Regions from separate parts of the Mus musculus genome. Here regions 1, 2 and 3 are each linked to region 4. Evidence: chromatin contacts called from public HiChIP or PLAC-seq and promoter capture Hi-C data. All regions are on one chromosome and are shown on one strand. The core of a region is the stretch at or near the end of the contact, and the rest is flanking DNA. Distances in the headings are between cores, read along the strand shown.

Region 1 (2,700 bases), core at 115-2,614, 260 kb before region 4:
GTATGTGTGTATGTGTCTATGTGTATGTATATATATATATGTGTGTGTACATATGTATGTGTGTATATATGTGTCTATGTGTGTCTATGTATGTGTATTTTTGCATGTGTGTTTGTGTGAATATGTGTATGTGTATATATGTGTTTATGTGTGTGTATGTATGTATTGTGTTTGTGTGTATATGTGTGTATGCATGTGTATATGTATGTGTGAGTGTATGTATGTATCTATGTGTGTGTATATGTATGTGTGTATATTGTGTGTGTTGTGATAGAGATGGGCAGAAAGAGAGAGAGAGAGAGATTTTTGAGATTCTATCTGGATCTACTTAGAGGCAGTAGATCTACATAGATCTTTGGACTAGACCCGGCCTCAGTTACTGTGTTTACTCACTAGGTGGCTGTAATTTGCACTTTTAGGGCAGCCAATCTAACCAGTGCATACCCCAGGCCGGACACTTATATATGCAGCATTTCCGGCAGCCCTAGAGAACACAGAAAGGTGGCATTGCTGTAGCTGTTTCTCTCACTTAGAGTCAATGCAGTTCTGACAGTGACATGACTTGGATTTTCATGTGGCAGCCTACAGGAAGGCAAGCATTTGAACTCATCTTGGCTGTGCGTCATATCACTCCCCTCATGCCTTTATACCAAAATGTGAGTTCAAATTCTGGCCATGATCTCCTTAGTTGTGTGACCTTGGGAAAATACCCTAGTGTCTCTACAGAGTTCCACGGCTCAATGATTTTTAGTACTTTGTAGACAAATAGGTGGCAATGACATGGGTGAGGTGAAGGAGAGGCAGGAGGGTGGCAGTTGTTGGGGGTGCATTGCAAACAACAGAAATAGGCTCTTGGGCTAACTTTTGGAAGGGGAAGGAAAGTGAGAGAGAGAGAGAGAGAGAGAGAGAGAGAGAGGCTATGAATTAGCTTCATGAAAAGGTAGTTCCCAGGTGTCAGGAAGGACTGGAACCAGGCAGCCAGCCAAGGGGATCTAAACAGAAAGGTAACTAGCTTGTCCCTGCAGGGTGTTCTTGGCTGGAAAAACTCTTGCTCATCTTTCTGTGGCTTTGTGCTTCCCACTCAAATTCCAGGAAGAAAGGTCAGAGCTCCTGGGTGGAGCCGGGCTCCCTGCCACCAGCTGGTAGATGGGATGACAGGACCTTGGGTGAAATGCTCACCTTGCAGCCTTCATATCCCATTCCCATGTGTGGGGATGCTGGGTGGGCAAAAGCCACAGACGTCCAGCAGGAAGCCAGCCAATGCCAGCAAGTGTCCCGGCCCAGGAGCCCCGGGTGCATGGCCTTGTGAAATCCTAGGTCCATGTGTCATGTGTCAGCACACATGGACGATGATGTTTGCACAGCATTCTGGGTGAACTGGCAGGGTGATCCAAGAGGAGGAGCCTGGCAGGGAAGTTCTGGCCACCTCTTGCCCTACTGCCCCAGGAGGCCTGGGGGGTGAAGCAATGCTGTATGGAACCCGTTGGTAACCAACCTCGTGGACGCTTGAGCTTCTGTAGTAAACCTTCAGCCCTTTTCAATCCTGCTTTTCTTCTCCCAAGTGTTGGAGGGGGGGCAGATTGTTTTGTTGTTGTGATTTTGGCTTTGTGTTTGTTTGTTTGTTTGTTTGTTTGTTTGTTCTGAGACAGGGTTTCTCTGTATAGCCCTGGCTGTCCTGGAACTCACTTTGTATGCCAGAGCTGGCCTTGAACTCACAGAGATCCACCTGCCTCTGCCTCTTGAGTGCTGGAATTAAAGATGCCTGGCCTACAGTGGTTTTTTTGTTTTTTTGTTTGTTTGTTTGTTTGTGTGTTTTTTGGTTTTTTTTTTTTTTGAGTTGTTGTTTTAAATTGTTTTTAAATTGTAGAGCCAAGTGTTGGTGTTGCACTGCCTAATTCCAGCACCAGGAAGGCAGAGGCAGGAGAATCTTTGTGAGTATGAGTTCAGCCTGGTCTACAAGTTCCAGGACAGCCAACACTACGCAGAGAAACCTTGTCTTGAAAAACAAATTTGTTGTTATTGTTTTATGCTGCATGTTTTCTCAATTCTAGGGAGCGAACCTGTGGTGCTTTCTTATTTATTTATTTATTTATTTATTGTGTCTGTTTATGCTTCTGAGCCATGATACACAATAAGAAGTCAGAGGACAACTTGTAAGAATTTGTTCTTGGGTCTGGAGAGATGGCTCTGCAGTTAAGAGCACTGACTGCTCTTCTGAAGGCTCTGAGTTCAAATCCCAGCAACCACATGGTGGCTTACAACCATCTGTAATGGGATCCGATGCCCTCTTCTGTTGTGTCTTAAGACAGCTAGCTACAGTGTACACATATGCATAAGATAAATACGTTGTGTTTTGTTTTGTTTTTTTTTTTAAAGAATTAGTTCTCTCCCTCCACCGTATGGCTCAGAGATTGAACACAGGTCCCAAGCTTGGTAACAAGTGCGTTGGTCCTTTCATTGGACCTGACCTCACCTTTTAAAAGGGGCCTTCCTTGGGCCAGGCACAGAGTCAGCAGGGGTGAGCGGTCTTGCCTGAGCTGACAGAATTGATCACCTGCAGACTCTGCCCTTGGGCTTTCAGAGTCAGGGTTCCCTTTTCAGAAAATTTAGGCAAATTCTATGGATTCTATGGTGCCTGGCCCCAGACACCAGGTGGGCTGATATACTCCTGACTTCATTTTCCTAAGGAGGTTGGTACAA
Region 2 (2,700 bases), core at 33-2,532, 360 kb before region 4:
ACTAGCAGTCACCTCTCCATCCTTGTGTCCATACAGAATGACCCAAAACTCCATCTTGAGATTGTTGAGGACATGGAAGAAGGTGTAGATAAAAGATTAGGTATCGTGGAAGCCTTCCTCAAGCCTTCAAGTGCTTATGCTGCACTTAAGAGATATCTAAGCATCCACGGTGTTTTTCCTCTGAGGCTAGATAAACTCCAGCGCCTACCTGACTTCCCACCCTCCTAGCAAATGCCTCTCCTGCAGTCGGAACATACACACGTGTCCCCTTCTGTTTTCATATTGCTGTTCCCCATGCGCAGTATCCTTGGATTCATGTGTCCTGGACTCCATCCTTCCACAGTGACACTCGAGATACTGTCATTACTTTCTGACATCTCTAAACACCATCTAAAGTGACCTTACTATTTTTTTTAAATGTATTTAGGAAGCAGAAAATTGTCATGTTTCTAACTCTCTGACCCTTGGAACAGATGCTAACAGTGCCTGGGTCAGAGAGTAGACTTCAGACACCATCCATTTCACTTTCTCTTTCTATGGTTTCCTTTTCCCATAGAAGAGTGAGTTATGACATCCACCGATGAGGAAACAGGAGGAAGCAGACACATCTGCTGCTCTGTCCCTCTGAGTACAGTGGTAGAAAATGAACCCAGTCACAGGTGCTAAGCACTTGCTCACCACAGAACTGTACACCCCAGGTCTTCGCATAACTTTTATTACAGAATTTTGTCTTAGTTCTTACAGTCTGTTGATGGTGATTGCTAATGTCTCACTGTGCTGGTGTCTAAATTATACTTCATAATGTGTGTAAGTATAGAAAAACACAGACAGACAGACAGACAGACATAGGTACAGGGACAGGACTCTTGGTGGTCGTCATCTAGTGAGGGTCTTGGAACACACCCGAGAGGGAAAGGGATAGAGATACTCAAACTCTTGATGAACGAATGTGATCGATCCAGACGAGGTCAGGGCTGTGCTGTGGATCCATCACACAAGCGTCTGTCCATCCCATCTCTCTGCAGCATCTTCCCAGACTGGGTTTTTGCTGGTGTGGTCCTATTCTTCCAACAGCAGGCTCTGTCTTAGGGCAACTCAGTCTAAACTAGAATTAAGTTTCTTAACCCCATGTTCGTGACCTGTTCACTTTCATCCTTCAGTAATGAAATATTCTATTCCAGAGGGAGTTCCCTGTATGTTCAGTGTCCTTGTGTCTGGTCACAATGCCTGGGTGCTGGAGTCAGGGGCCCGTCTATGTAGGACAGGAAGTAGGCTGGGACTGAGAGGCCTGCCTGTCACTTTCTCTTTCTGTGGTTTCCTTTTCCCCACAGAAGAGTGAGCCCAGCATCCTAAGAGGAGAAAACAGGAGAGACCATGTGCATCTGCAGCTGGGTGTCTGAACGCAGCACTAGGAACCCAGCATGCTGTGAGTGGAACCAACACAAAGAAAGAGGCATAGTCATGGGGCAAGTGTATATTTAAAATTCCTCCCCCTCATTCTCTTCTTCAAACGAATCAGTCCCCACTTCTTCATAATCCTTCTCCAGAGCAGCCAGGTCCTCCCTGGCCTCAGAAAACTCTCCTTCTTCCATACCCTCTCCAACATACCAATGTACAAAGGCCCGCTTGGCGTACATGAGGTCAAACTTATGGTCAAGGCGGGCCCAGGCCTCTGCGATTGCTGTGGTGTTGCTCAGCATGCACACGGCTCGCTGGACTTTGGCCAGGTCCCCTCCTGGCACGACAGTAGGTGGCTGGTAGTTGATGCCCACCTGGGGAACAGAGAAAGAAGACAGGCCACAGGATGACACACGAGTCCGCCAAAGACAACGTCAGGACATCTGTTGGTAAGAAGCTATGGTGGCAAGACCAGGGCATGGGCATGGAGTGGGGGCTGCAGGACGAAGCAGGTGAATGAACAAGGGTGGGCAGATGTAAGGGATGTATGCTCGGGCAGGGGGAGAGGGGAATAAAGGTGAAAAGGAAGGGCCATGGCGGTGTGAGCCTGTCATGTCAGTGCCATGGATCTGAGACGGGAGCATCATGAGGGCTTAGAAACTAAAGGCTGAAGAGAAATAAAGGATAGGCTAGGAGAAAGAGGAAATGATAGTGGAAATTATCAAGTTGGCAGACATAGCAAATGAAGCTGTGCCATGAAAAGGGGCTTCTTGTGTGTTTCTCTCAGGGGCAGGGAGCAGGAAATACCTTCCCTGTGAGAGGCAGATCAGTTTCTAGAACTTGCATTATTATCACCAAGCTCATGGCTTTCTAGATGCTTATCTGATGCCCCTCTTGGTCTTTTTTGCAATAATTTTAGGGAAGTCTCTCTGCCGGGGTGAAGGGCTGCGTGAGAGGTCACAGGGAGAATCCAGAGCAGTAAATTACAGAGGTCCTTGGGGATGGTGTTATTGCTTGTCAGGCTCGGTCTCTTGTAAACAATGTTCTTAGAAAAAAAGCAGAAATACCGGCCACAGAAGTCAAAGGTCACACAGTCACACGCAAGCAAGTCAACCTCCCGAGATCTGCTAGCACACTGGGGGATGGGGAGGGAGATCTGCTAGCACACTGGGGGATGGGGAGGGAGATCTGCTAGCACACTGGGGGATGGGGAGGGAGATCTGCTAGCACACTGGGGGATGGGGAGGGAGATCTGCTAGCACACTGGGGGATGGGGAGGGAGATCTGCTAGCACACTGGGGG
Region 3 (2,700 bases), core at 111-2,610, 400 kb after region 4:
GGAGGCTGCCCTGTGAAGTCAGTGGGAGGCCCTCACTGTATTAACTGAGGCAATAAGTGAAACAAAAAAGAGGACTTACTATTCTTGACTCTGCAGCTCAGCCCCTGTGGGAAGAAAGGAAGTGTTGATTACCGATGAGAAGGGCCAGGCTCCCAGTGGCCCCGCTGCCTGGCAGGCCCCTGAGAGCGGTTCACACAGTCCCTGTCTCCCTCCCAGCTCACTTTTGGGAGCTGCTCTGCTGCCAAGTAGTCAAAAGTCTTCTGCACTTTTGTTCCTCTTTGTCCAGCAGAGGAGGTGAGTGGTGGGCAGACAGCAAACAGAACTGGAGGCGTTTTATCTTTGGGAGAGGGCGCATCTTTGGGGGACAGAATATCCTAGACTTGGCTGACCTTGAATTCACAGAGAACAGCTTGTCTCCACTACCCTGATTGCCGGAACTAAAGGCATGAGCTGCCAAGCAAAGCTAGACTTGGAGGCTTTCTGAATAACTGTTATGGGCTGGGAATTGAAACAATAAAAAGAAATAATAATAAAAACAAAAACAAACTACAAAACAGAGAGGGTGTCTGGAAAAGAAGGTCTTAAAATTCCAAGGTTTCTAATTTTCCTCAGAGGTGAAGCATCAAATTTATAAACTTGTTAGGAAAAGTTTAAATAACTGTTCTGCCCCCCCACACACACACCATATACCACACACACACCACAACACCACACATATGCGCCACACACACACACACACACACACACACACACACACACACAGAGCCCTGGTTGAATCACCACCTTACTCAAAGCCTCAATTTCTTCAACATAAAATCAGAGTAGTTGGGCTAGAAAGATGGCCCAGTGGTTAAGAGCACTGACTGCTCTTCTGAAGGTCCTGAGCTCAAATCCCAGCAACCACATAGAGGCCCACAACCATCTGTAATGAGATTTGACACCCTCTTCTGGTGTGTCTGAAGACAGTGATATAGATATAAAAATAAATAAATCTTTAGGCCGGAGAGAGCAGAGCCGACCAGAGCAAGTGGGGTCAACCAGAGCGAGCAGAGGTCCTGAATTCAAATTCCCAGCAACCACATGATAGCTCACAACCATCAGTACAGCTAACAGTGTACTCATACATACATAAAATAAATAAATCTTTTTTAAAAAATCAGAATACTCTAACACCAACTTCACACTATTGCTGGAAATTAAACTAACCACAGGAGTAAAGACGCAGGGCAGGAAGTGGATATGGGAGATGATGAAACAGACCTTCACTTCTCACTTCTGCTTCACAAACACTGTAAACACTGGGCTGGTGTTCTCAGACTGGCCATCAGTTTAGGAAATGCCACAGAACTCTGACTTAGTCATGAAACCCTGACTCATTATGCATAGTTCACTGGCAACACTGCCAATCTCTGTCACAAGTGATAGGGGACATCCTCTAGAGCTGGAATCTGGGACTCTAAGGAGTGACTGTCACTGCTGGCAAGATAGCAAGGAAGCTCTGGAATTCAAGTTCTGTGACTTCCAGGCCTGAACTACCCAGATTGGCCCACACCATCCCATGAAGCTGATGTGCAGCAGAGGCAAGGCCTGGATGACGGGTGCACAGTACCGCACTGTGTCTAGGATGGACACTGATTGACAGCTGTCTCTCCAGAGGGAGCAGAGTGCAGGACTCGGCGATGTGATGCCTCAGGGTTCATTCATAAAATAGGCCACAGGATGATATCATGCCAGGATCCATTCTGAGCCTACTATTTCATCTGTGTCCTTCCTACCTGTTTGGGGCACCAGTTCACATGCTCTTGGGGTCCAGACTTCACGTACGTCTCCCAGTTCTTTGTGACTAACTGTCCTTCACTGCCCTGGGCTAACATCACAGCCTGCCAAATGGTCCTTGCAGGTGTAAAACAAGACCTATCTCGATGTCTCTGCTCGTTCCCACAGACACACAGCATACCATGTTCTGAGATTAAGTCCTACAAGCCTGCTCCTCTCTTCCCATCCAGCACTCCTGTGAACTGGGACACAGGACAGAAACTGCTCCTGGGACTGGGACTCTTACAGAAACAACAGCAGCTATACTGCATTTGGGGGACTCCCTCTTTCTTACCCATCAGAAGCTACTTAAAATCCAGGGCAAGATGCTACCTATCCTGACAAGAGGAGGAAGTGGGAGGGGTTTGGAAACACTTGGCTGACTAGCTTGCTACAACTGACAGAAATAGCTTGATACTTCAAGCCCTACAGTTTCAGTCTTGCTTGTTAATAGTTGGATGTGTGATCATCTGTGAAGGGGAGAGGGGAGTAACTACCAGAAAAATGTTTATCAAAGTGCATCTCTTGCCTCACTAGAGACAACAGCTGCCTTGCTGTAACAACAGGAAGCTGAAAATCAAACCATGATACAAATGTAATGGGAAAGCAGAGATCTGGAGCAAGTGATGTTTCCTCTATTACCCGGGGTGAGTAAAAAGGCACACTGCGAAAACATAGGTGTCAAAAGAAACAAACAAGTCCATTATAAGTGCCTGCCTTTGGGGAGCAGGCTTGAGTGTGACTTAGGGAGCTGTTTTAAATATCCCAGTACAATTTTAAAAAAGGAATCCCTACATTACTTAATAAAAACGAATTTAAAGAGCTGGAGAGATGGCTCAGCAGTTAAGAGCACTGTCTGCTCTACCAGAGGTCCTGAGTTCAACT
Region 4 (2,700 bases), core at 35-2,534:
GAGAAGAAAGGGGTAACTTTAGAAATCAAAGGTATTTCATATAAAGAATTCAAGATTATTTCCCCACTTTAGCAAAAACATTTGAAGGAGGCATTTCCACTTTAAGAAACTGCCTTCAACCTGTACAATAATTGCACTGTTTCCAAGGCATTAGTATCAGAGTTTAAATTTTTCAAAAGTAGACTTCTGAACAAATTTTACTTGCTATGCAACAAACTTTGAAAATAATTAATCACTATTCAGGGTTTGGGAGAGGTAAATATTCATCTAAATCAGCTTTGTGTAAAAGTAAAACACACTCAGGGCACAGTGGCACAGACCTTTAACCCTATCACTTGGAAGGCAGAGGTGAGGTGAATCTCTGTGAGTTCCAGGCCACTAAGACTCCATAGTGAGAGACCCTGTCTGAAATCATACCATTCTGTTCACTGGAGAGTTGGTAATATCGCAGCCAAATTACAATTAACAAATGAAGAAACTGACATATGAAGAATGAGATGATTTGCACAGACGGGGCTGGAGAGAGAACTCAGCAGCTAAGATTAAGAGAACTTCCTGCTCCCGTTTGGTCCCCAAGTACCCACACTGGGGTCTGTAACTCAGTCCAGGGAACTCAGTGCCTTCTTCCGACCTTCTAGACATCAGCATACAGATAAATAAAAACTCATCTTAAAGGCCAGGCATGGTGGTGGCACATGCCTTTAGTCGATATTTAGGAGGAAAAGGTACACGAATCTCTGTAAATTTGGTGAGACCCTGACTCAAAAAAGACAAGACAAAAAAAAAAAATAGAACTTGTAAACTTGTAATCTCAATATATACAATATATGAACTAAGAGAATCTTAGTGAGCCCTGCTGAATCCGGCCTTCTCCTCTTCAGGGCACAGGGGCTCAGGAACAGCAGCTCTGCTGAACACTTCAGGAAACCACACTATGACCCCAAAGTTCCTGCGTACGTCTTATTTCCTGGCCACTCAGACTGTCCTTTCTACAGTTTTAAAAGCTTGTGTCTGAGATAGAAAATCCAACTATGGCTTCATTTCACTGAGTATAATTATAAATTTTATATTTGCTCATTGCTCATTTTACCAGAATATGCAGAAGTAAACCCCAATTGCTACCTGAAAAAACACGGCCAACTCTGGCTACATGAGAGAGTAAGGACTGTCCTTACTACAACAGTGACTTGACGTCTGAATTTCAGCCTTTTTGGTGAGGAATAAATTTCTCCCTAAGTGACTCATCTTTATCAACTCATACTAATCCGATGAGTCATTACTAATTCCTCAAAGATTCTCATTGAAAAATCAGGGAAGTTGGCTTTTGAGACGTACCATGGGTGAAGAGGTTCTATGTTAGCTTGCTTGCACTTTCACTTGCCCAAAGGATAACAGTATCTGTGATACAGCTACAATTCTGAATACAGAAATCTAAAATACCAGCATGAGCTAGTTACACATTCCAGTACACAAACGCTTAGACATCATATCTAGATACAGATGAGCACCACATGGGACAGAAGCAAAGAGCGACTGGGACCGGGCAATGGCTTGTGTTTATAGCACAGTACATGCATCTGTTGAAACCTGGCAGCTCACCAGGTCAATAAAAACCATCAGGTCTTTTTGGGATATTTAAATCCCTGCTTCCAGGCAAATCCGGCATCCAAAACAAAGCAGATGCTTTAAGCTCAGAGGAAGGAAAAGTGAAGAACTGCCTAAGCAAAGCCTCAGCCATCAGCCAACCCAGGACCGCTGGACTCCCAGAGCCGCCTTAGAAGCAGCACACTCCACTCGGCAGCAACTGCAACTCACTGGCTGAGGATCGTCTGCAATGCTTTCTGCAAAGGCTCCTTCAGGTCTTGTGACACTCTTTCTCCAAGATGGGCCAAGCAGTCTTCTATGGAGCTCTCGGGGTTAGCAGGGCTAAACACAGGCGAGGTGTGACAGTCAAAGCCTGTGCTGGTGAAGGCTGAAGACAAGAGAGAAGACAGACCTAACTCAGTAAGAGGTACCAGGGCTGGAGACTGCCAGTGGTTAAGAGCAGTGCTGCTCTTCCAGAGGATCAGGGTTGGATTCCCAGTCCCCAGTCCCAGGGGATCCAAGCCCTCTTCTGGGCCTCCATGGACACTAGGTACACACAGACATGCATGCAGACAAAACACCCATATGCACGTTCTACAAAAAGTACTAAAGGTTCCAGGTGTAATGGTGAGCACCTACAATCTGGATGATCTCAAGCAGGAAGCCTGCCTGGGCTACACTGTGAGCTCAAAGCCAGCTGGGCTATACAGCAAGAACCTGTGTCGATAAAATAAAATAAAATAAAATAAAATAAAATAAAATAAAAGATAAAAACGTCAGCCAAGCATGGTGGTACACACTTTTAAATCCTAGCACTTAGAAAGAAAAGGCATCTCTGTGAATTCCAGGACAGCCTTGTCTACAAATTGAGTTCCAAGACAGTCAGAGAAACCCTGTCTCAAACAAACAAAAAGCTGGGCAAGGTAGCATTCTAGGGAAGTGGAGGCAGGATGACCAACCTTGGCTAAATGGTGAATCTGAAGTCAACCAGGGGTCCAATGAGATGATTTCAAAAAACATAATAAACAAAGAAAAAAGAAAAGAACGGGGGAAGCCGGCCTTGGGGGCACACGCCTTTAATCCCAGCACTTGGGAGGCAGAGGCAGGCGGATTTCT

Evidence for each region. Promoter capture Hi-C pulls out the DNA fragments that hold promoters and counts their contacts. HiChIP or PLAC-seq counts read pairs in DNA pulled down with a chosen protein or histone mark.
Region 1: a contact with region 4 is called in a FOXA1 HiChIP or PLAC-seq map of pancreatic cancer cells. The contact joins two enhancer-like sites. A contact is called at or near these places in 2 of 115 datasets of contacts at active chromatin or transcription factors (embryonic stem cells and pancreatic cancer cells) and 2 of 9 other capture datasets (macrophages and pancreatic islet).
Region 2: a promoter capture Hi-C map of the HPC-7 cell line shows a contact between it and region 4. The contact joins two enhancer-like sites. A contact is called at or near these places in 3 of 39 promoter capture datasets (the C10 cell line, the HPC-7 cell line and cranial neural crest) and 1 of 115 datasets of contacts at active chromatin or transcription factors (pancreatic cancer cells).
Region 3: an HNF4G HiChIP or PLAC-seq map of pancreatic cancer cells shows a contact between it and region 4. The contact joins two enhancer-like sites. A contact is called at or near these places in 3 of 39 promoter capture datasets (liver and pre-B cells) and 2 of 115 datasets of contacts at active chromatin or transcription factors (large pre-B cells and pancreatic cancer cells).

Annotation. Positions count from the first base shown.
Region 1 is chr6:121,121,490-121,124,189 of GRCm38.p6, reverse strand. All of the region lies in intron 1 of Mical3 (microtubule associated monooxygenase, calponin and LIM domain containing 3), which reads left to right. Among named protein-coding and RNA genes, the nearest start is that of Mical3, 8.2 kb to the left of the region's middle. Within about 2 kb of position 1,364, at least 37 of the 459 cell types and tissues checked have an H3K27ac peak or open chromatin away from gene starts, as enhancers often do. A contact at or near this core is called in pancreatic cancer cells, where this site is marked.
Region 2 is chr6:121,224,858-121,227,557 of GRCm38.p6, reverse strand. Tuba8 (tubulin, alpha 8) reads right to left here. Exons shown (of 5, transcript NM_017379.2): 5 at 1,460-1,772. The coding sequence ends at 1,479. Among named protein-coding and RNA genes, the nearest start is that of Tuba8, 15 kb to the right of the region's middle. Within about 2 kb of position 1,282, at least 93 of the 459 cell types and tissues checked have an H3K27ac peak or open chromatin away from gene starts, as enhancers often do. A contact at or near this core is called in the HPC-7 cell line, where this site is marked.
Region 3 is chr6:120,469,496-120,472,195 of GRCm38.p6, reverse strand. It overlaps Il17ra (interleukin 17 receptor A), which reads right to left. Exons shown (of 13, transcript NM_008359.2): 2 at 80-104. Among named protein-coding and RNA genes, the nearest start is that of Il17ra, 7.6 kb to the right of the region's middle. Within about 2 kb of position 1,360, at least 154 of the 459 cell types and tissues checked have an H3K27ac peak or open chromatin away from gene starts, as enhancers often do. A contact at or near this core is called in pancreatic cancer cells, where this site is marked.
Region 4 is chr6:120,864,840-120,867,539 of GRCm38.p6, reverse strand. It overlaps Bcl2l13 (BCL2-like 13 (apoptosis facilitator)), which reads right to left. Exons shown (of 7, transcript NM_153516.2): 4 at 1,816-1,972. Among named protein-coding and RNA genes, the nearest start is that of Bcl2l13, 30 kb to the right of the region's middle. Within about 2 kb of position 1,284, at least 67 of the 459 cell types and tissues checked have an H3K27ac peak or open chromatin away from gene starts, as enhancers often do. A contact at or near this core is called in the HPC-7 cell line and pancreatic cancer cells, where this site is marked.